Linked DNA regions of Macaca mulatta: region 1 is linked to region 2. The links are chromatin contacts, called in public Hi-C maps. All regions are on one chromosome and are shown on one strand. The core of a region is the stretch at or near the end of the contact, and the rest is flanking DNA. Distances in the headings are between cores, read along the strand shown. Region 1 overlaps LOC144340414 (a long non-coding RNA gene). Region 2 holds the start of CDKN1A (cyclin dependent kinase inhibitor 1A).

The links. Hi-C and Micro-C count contacts between places; a contact is called where the count stands out from the background.
Region 1: a contact with region 2 is called in a Hi-C map of liver, with 5 times the contacts expected there. The contact joins the enhancer-like site here to the promoter of CDKN1A in region 2. A contact is called at or near these places in 8 of 14 Hi-C or Micro-C datasets (CD4 T cells, blood, cortical neurons and 4 more).

Annotation. Positions count from the first base shown.
Region 1 is chr4:145,623,866-145,626,961 of T2T-MMU8v2.0, reverse strand. All of the region lies in intron 2 of LOC144340414 (a long non-coding RNA gene), which reads right to left. Among named protein-coding and RNA genes, the nearest start is that of SRSF3, 40 kb to the left of the region's middle. Within about 2 kb of position 1,456, at least 9 of the 40 cell types and tissues checked have an H3K27ac peak or open chromatin away from gene starts, as enhancers often do. A contact at or near this core is called in liver, where this site is marked.
Region 2 is chr4:145,572,201-145,575,186 of T2T-MMU8v2.0, reverse strand. It overlaps CDKN1A (cyclin dependent kinase inhibitor 1A), which reads left to right and starts at 1,461. Exons shown (of 3, transcript NM_001194722.2): 1 at 1,461-1,674.

The sequences.
Region 1 (3,096 bases), core at 207-2,706, 52 kb before region 2:
AGAGAAGAATCAGTATAGGGCTTGGAACATTTCTCAGGCCATATCTTAACAGGAATTAGTGAACTTGGCAGAAATCATTCCCTCCCTGGTCAAAGTGGACTGATTACCAGTTCACCGTGGGTTATGTTTTTATTTTTATTCACTGAAATTCATGAAGAGAGAGAGGGCCTTTCTGGGGCTCCCAGGCTTGGCCAGATGATGTGATGATTCTTTGCATAATGTCCAGCCTCAGGCCTTCTCTCCGGATTCTCTCAGCCGATCCCCAAACTTGGTGTTTAGGTGAGTCATACACACACTCCCATTCCCCACTCTGACCCACCCCCATCCCCTCTTCCCTTCTGTGCATGGCTGGGCCTTTCACATTTCTTTTTTCTTTGAGATGGAGTCTTGCTCTGTCACCCAGGCTGGAGTGCAGTGGCGCGATCTCGGCTCACTGCAACCTCCGCCTCCTGGATTCAAGTGATTCTCCTGCCTCAGCCTCCCGAGTAGCTGGGATTACAGGTGTGCCACCACACCTGGCTAATTTTGTATTTTTGGTAGAGAGAGTGTTTCATCATGTTGGCCAGGCTGGCCTTGAACTCCTGACCTCAAGTGATCTGCCTGCTTTGGTTTCTGAAGGTGCTGGGATTACGGGCATGAGCCACTGTGCCTGGCCCACATTTCTTTTTGAGAAATCCGGACACCAGCCCCTTGGTGGCCAGTCTGCAGACCCCTTGCATGGCCAGAGCCACACTTTTACGCAGGTGACACCACTGCTCTTATCTCCCTGTCTGCCCATCACTGCCACACCTGATCCAGACTCCCACAAGCACAAGCCTGACCCCTGTTCCAGCCTCTTCCAGTTTTCCTCTGTGCTTCCTGAATGGATATAGGATCTCACTGTGCCTTAGGCAAGAGCAGCCAACTTTATTTTTTGGCTGCTGTCAGTTCAGCCTCTTAGAGTGCCCCTCCCCACACCTTCACACGTACCATTGGGCACATGGCTTTGCCAAACCTCCTTTTCACTGTGCACTTCCCGGAAGCTCAGAAGGGCCTGGACCCTCAGGCACCTTGTGACCCTACCCACCAGGGTCCATTCTTCCCTGGAGTCCCCCCTGCCCTCCCCTCTCCCTCCCACCCTAGCTCTGCTCTGTCCCTCAAAACTCAACTCCAACTTCAGGAACATACCTCCCTCCGGGCCAGGGCAGGGACAAGGGGTTAGGTGCTCCCATGAGCTGGGAACGACGTCAAGAGCTGATTTCAAGATTGTTCTTTAAGAACTTCCTCAGCCTGGCTGGCATAGGCCTTGAGGGCTGGGAATTCCCGCCTGGGAATCTTTCCAATATTCTGCCAGCTGTTTCTTCTCTTTCAGTGGTTTTATTATTTTTTTCTTTCTGTTCCAACTCCTCCTTTCGCTTTCAGTACGGGAGCTCAGGCAGAATGGTGGAGGAGGGTGGGGAGCTGGCATTTGCTGAGTTAGGAGCTGTGGCCAAGGCCAGCTGTGCCAAGGGAGAGGACAGGATACAGGAGGAAACGGGGCTGGGTGCAGCGGCTCGCGCCTGTAATCTCAGCACTTTGGGAGGCCGAGGCGGGTGGATCACCTGAGGTCAGGAGTTTGAGACCAGCCTGACCAACATGGAGAAACCCCGTCTCCACTAAAAATACAAAATTAGGCCAGACACAGTGGCTCACACCTGTAATCCCAATACTTTGGGAGGCGAAGGTGGGCGGATCACGAGGTCAGGAGTTCAAGACCAGCCTGGCCAACATTGTGAAACCCTGTCTCTACTAAAAATGCAAAAATTAGCCGGGCATGGTGGCACGTGCCTGTAGTCTCAGCTACTCGAGAGGCTGAGACAGGAGAATCGCTTGAATCCAGAAGGTGGAGGTTGCAGTGAGCTGAGATGGTACCACTGCACTCCAGCTTGGGCAACGGAGTGAGACTTTGTCTCAAAAAGGAAAACAACCACCACCACCACCACAACAACAAAATTAGCCGGACATGGTGGCACATGCCTGTAATCCCGGCTACTTGGGAGGCTGAGGCAGGAGAATCACTTGAACCTGGGAGGTGGAGGCTGCAGTGAGCCAAGATTGTGCCACTGCTCTCCAGCTTGGGCAACAGAGTGAGACTTCATCTCAAAAAACAAAACAAAACAACAACAAAAAACACATGCAAACAAACAAACAAAAAACAAAATTAGCCGGGTGTGGTGGTGCATGCCTGTAATCCCAGCTACTCGGGAGGCTGAGGCAGGAGAATCACTTGAACCCGGGAGATGAAGGTTACAGTGAGCCAAGGTCATGCCACTGCATTCCAGCCTAGGTGACAGAGCAAGACTCTGTCTCAAAAAAAAAAAAAAAAAAAAAAAGGAGGAAACAGGAGTGGAACAGAGGAAGTGAGACCAGCACCAGGGCGGCCTCTTGTTTTTCTGGGGATTTTTACGTCATTCAGCTCTGGGCATAAGGCCTTGTTTCCAGAAGGGCCCTGTCAAAAATGCACATCTATTACTTGGGAGAATGACACATTAACCCAGTAACTCCAATTCACATGTCAGATGTGCTAGCTGTTGCCTACAAGCAGAGATCAAATAGAAGGGCAGAGGGAACAGCTACGTTTCGAGGGAGAGTGTGGGAAGGGTTGGGGGTGTGTGGAGTACTTGCTTGGGGAGGTGCCACAGAGCTCTGAGCAGCTAGAGGACAGTGAGGAGGTAACAGACACCTGGGAATTTGGGCCAAAAGGATAAATCCCTGCCTGGGGAGCCTTTTTTTCACTGCATAATAAGGCTCCAAGAGGCAGTAGCGTCTCTTGGTGAGATCATCTCCTTGGTGTGATATTGGCATCATAGCACCTGACCATGACACTGGGTCTCCAAGGTGGTTGGGTCCCTTGGACAACTTCCTGGTGAGACAGCCACTGGTCTCCAGCATCAGATAAAGATTAAATTTAGCCACATGTAACCAAAAAGGCAAATCAGTCGCTTAAACCAGAGAAAGTTTGATTTTTGTTTCACATAAAATAATTACGGAGGCAGACAAAGCTAGGACTTATGCCGGGGCATGGTAGCTCGCTCACACCTGTAATCCTGGCATTTTGGGAGGTCAAGGAGAGAGAAT
Region 2 (2,986 bases), core at 212-2,711:
AGAGGAGAAAGAAGCCTGTCCTCCCTGAGGTCAGCTGTGTTAAAGGAAGAAGACTGGGCATGTCTGGGCAGAGATTTCCAGACTCTGAGCAGCCTGAGATGTAAGTAATTGTAGCTGCTCCAAGCCTGGGTTCTGTTTTTTAGTGGGATTTCTGTTCAGATGAACAATCCATCCTCTGCAATTTTTTAAAAGCAAAACTGCAAATGTTTCAGGCTCAGAAAGGAGGCAAAGGTGAAGTCCAAGGGAGGGCAGGGGTGTGCGGTAGATGGGAGCGGATAGACTTGTCATTCATCTCTGTGTCTGTCAGAAGCACCAGTAGACACTTCCAGAGTTGTCCTTTTTTTATGTCATCTCCATAAACCATGTGCAAATGAGGGTTATTTGGCATTTTTGTCATTCTGGAGCCACAGAAATAAAGGATGACAAGCAGAGAATCCTGGGCAGGAGGCAAAAGGCCTGTGTTCCAACTATAGTCATTTCTTTGCTGCATGATCTGAGTTAGGTCACTAGACTTCTCTGAGCCCCAGTTTCCCCAGAAGCGTACAGGGGCTATGTGGGGAGTATTCAGGAGACAGACAACTCACTCGTCAAATCCTCCCCTTCCTGGCCAACAAAGCTGCTGCAACCACAGGGGTTTCGTCTGTTGAGGTGAGTGTAGGGTGTACAGAGATTGGTTCAATGTCCAATTCTTCGGTTTCCCTGGAGATCAGGTTGCCCTTTTCTGGTAGTGTCTCCAATTGCCTCCTTCCTGGAAGCATGTGACAATCAACAACTTTGTATACTTAAGTTCAGTGGACCTCAATTTCCTCATCTGTGAAATAAACGGGACTGGAAAAGCATTCCGGCCTCAAGATGCTTTGTTGGGGTGTCTAGGTGCTCCAGATGCTTCTGGGAGAGGTGACCTAGTGAGGGATCAGTGGGAATAGAGGTGATATTATAGAACTTTTCTGGAAATTGCAGAGAGGTGCATCGTTTTTATTATTTATGAATTTGTATTTATTAATGTCATCCTCCTGATCTTTTCAGCTGCATTGGGTAAATCCTTGCCTGCCAGGTCGGACTCCCCGACCCCCAGAGTGGGTCAACGGTGGGCCAGAAAGGGGGCTCATTCTAACAGTGCTGTGTCCTCCTGGGGAGTGCCAACTCATTCTCCAAGTAAAAAAAGCCAGATTTGTGGCTCACTTCGTGGGGAAATATGTCCAGCGCACCAACGCAGGCGAGGGACTGGGGGAGGAGGGAAGTGCCCTCCTGCAGCACGCGAGGTTCCGGACCGGCTGGCCTGCTGGAACTCGGCCAGGCTCAGCTGGCTCGGCGCTGGGCAGCCAGGAGCCTGGGCCCCGGGGAGGGCGGTCCCGGGCGGCGCGGTGGGCCGAGCGCGGGTCCCGCCTCCTTGAGGCGGGCCCGGGCGGGGCGGTGGTATATCAGGGCCGCGCTGAGCTGCGCCAGCTGAGGTGTGAGCAGCTGCCGAAGTCAGTTCCTTGTGGGGCCAGAGCTGGGCGCGGATTCGCCGAGGCACCGAGGCACTCAGAGGAGGTGAGAGAGCGGCGGCAGACAACAGGGGACCCCGGGCCGGCGGCCCAGAGCCAAGCCGAGCGTGCCCGCGTGTGTCCGTGCGTGTCCGCGAGGATGCGTGTTCGCGGGTGTGCGCTGCGTTCACAGGTGTTTCTGTGGCAGGTGAATGACGGGCGTGGATCGGTGCGCGCTCGGCTTGCGCACACGGTATCTGTAAGTGCGCGGGTGACGGGGGTCGGGATGTGCCGGAGACCCCGGGCAGAGAGCGGGATTACCAGTACAGGGATCCCCGGTCACGATCCCCGCCCCTGGAAACCCAGCTGGGGCGAGGGAGGGCGTGGACCGGACTGCTCTGAGAGCTCGCCTTTGGCTGCGGTTGGCTGCAGGCCCCAGGCGCAGTTTGCTCGCGGCCTGGGGATGAAGTCCGTGTCCCTGGAGGGGCCCAGGAGGGGCGAGGAAAGCGGAGTGGAGTAAATTCGTCTAGGATCGGTCCTAGGCGGCTCTCGGATCCAACTGGCGCCGCCCTGGCCCAGGTCCCAGGTTCAGGTCCTCTACGCCACTGTGTCCACCACCTGGCTGGGCACTGAGGTCAGCGCGGGCTGTTTCCCGGCCCTTGGGAGTGTGCCAGGACACGTCCCCTAAGGACAAACGAGGAGGTGACTCATTGTGACAAGGAGACCCCAGGGAACGGACTGTATGAGGTCAGAACCCCGCCCGGGAAGGGGTACAGTGGGACTCCCGAAGCCCTCTCCCCTGCCCCGCCGCGGTCTCCGTCCTCCCATCGGCACAGTGACCTATTTGGCTGGAACAGCTTGTTCCCAGGGAAGCAGGGCACCGGAGGTCCAGGACACCGCGTCGGGTCCCCGCTTCGCTAGGGGTCGGGGAGTCCCGACTCTGCGCTGGGCGGGCTCCAACCAGCCTGTCAGTCGGGGAAGGGCAAGGGTCTCCTCTAACTCTTTCCCACCGCGGCCGGGAGAATCACGGCCCAGCCTGCCCTCGGGTCGGGGCGCTGGACTCCGGGGCGAGAGCAGAGCCCACGCCTGGGTGGGAGGTGGTAAGGGGTCAGGTCTTTGCGGGGTGGGGATTCTGGGGGGCACGACGCTGCTCAGGGCCTCCATCAGCTGCCTCGGTGGCGCCCCGACCTAGCCCAGATTCCCTCTCGGAAAGCGACAGGGCTGAGCGGAGCAGGGGGGCGAGTCGCCCCCTGGGGCGCCGCCACTTGGCGCGGATCACAGCGCATCCTCTCGGTCCAGAACCCCTGGGGGACACTTGCGCCCTCTTCGTGCGGAAAAGCATCTTGGAGCTGGGTTTGGAACTTGGGGCGCCCAGGCAGCTTCCCTTCTCCTTCCCTCCCTCCACGTCGCGTTTCTGGGAGGACTTGCGAGCGGTTTTGTTTTCGTTGCTCCCGTCTATTTTTATTTTCCAGGGATCTGACTCATCCCATGCTTTGGGCGTGGAGATAAGGTGGAGGGGT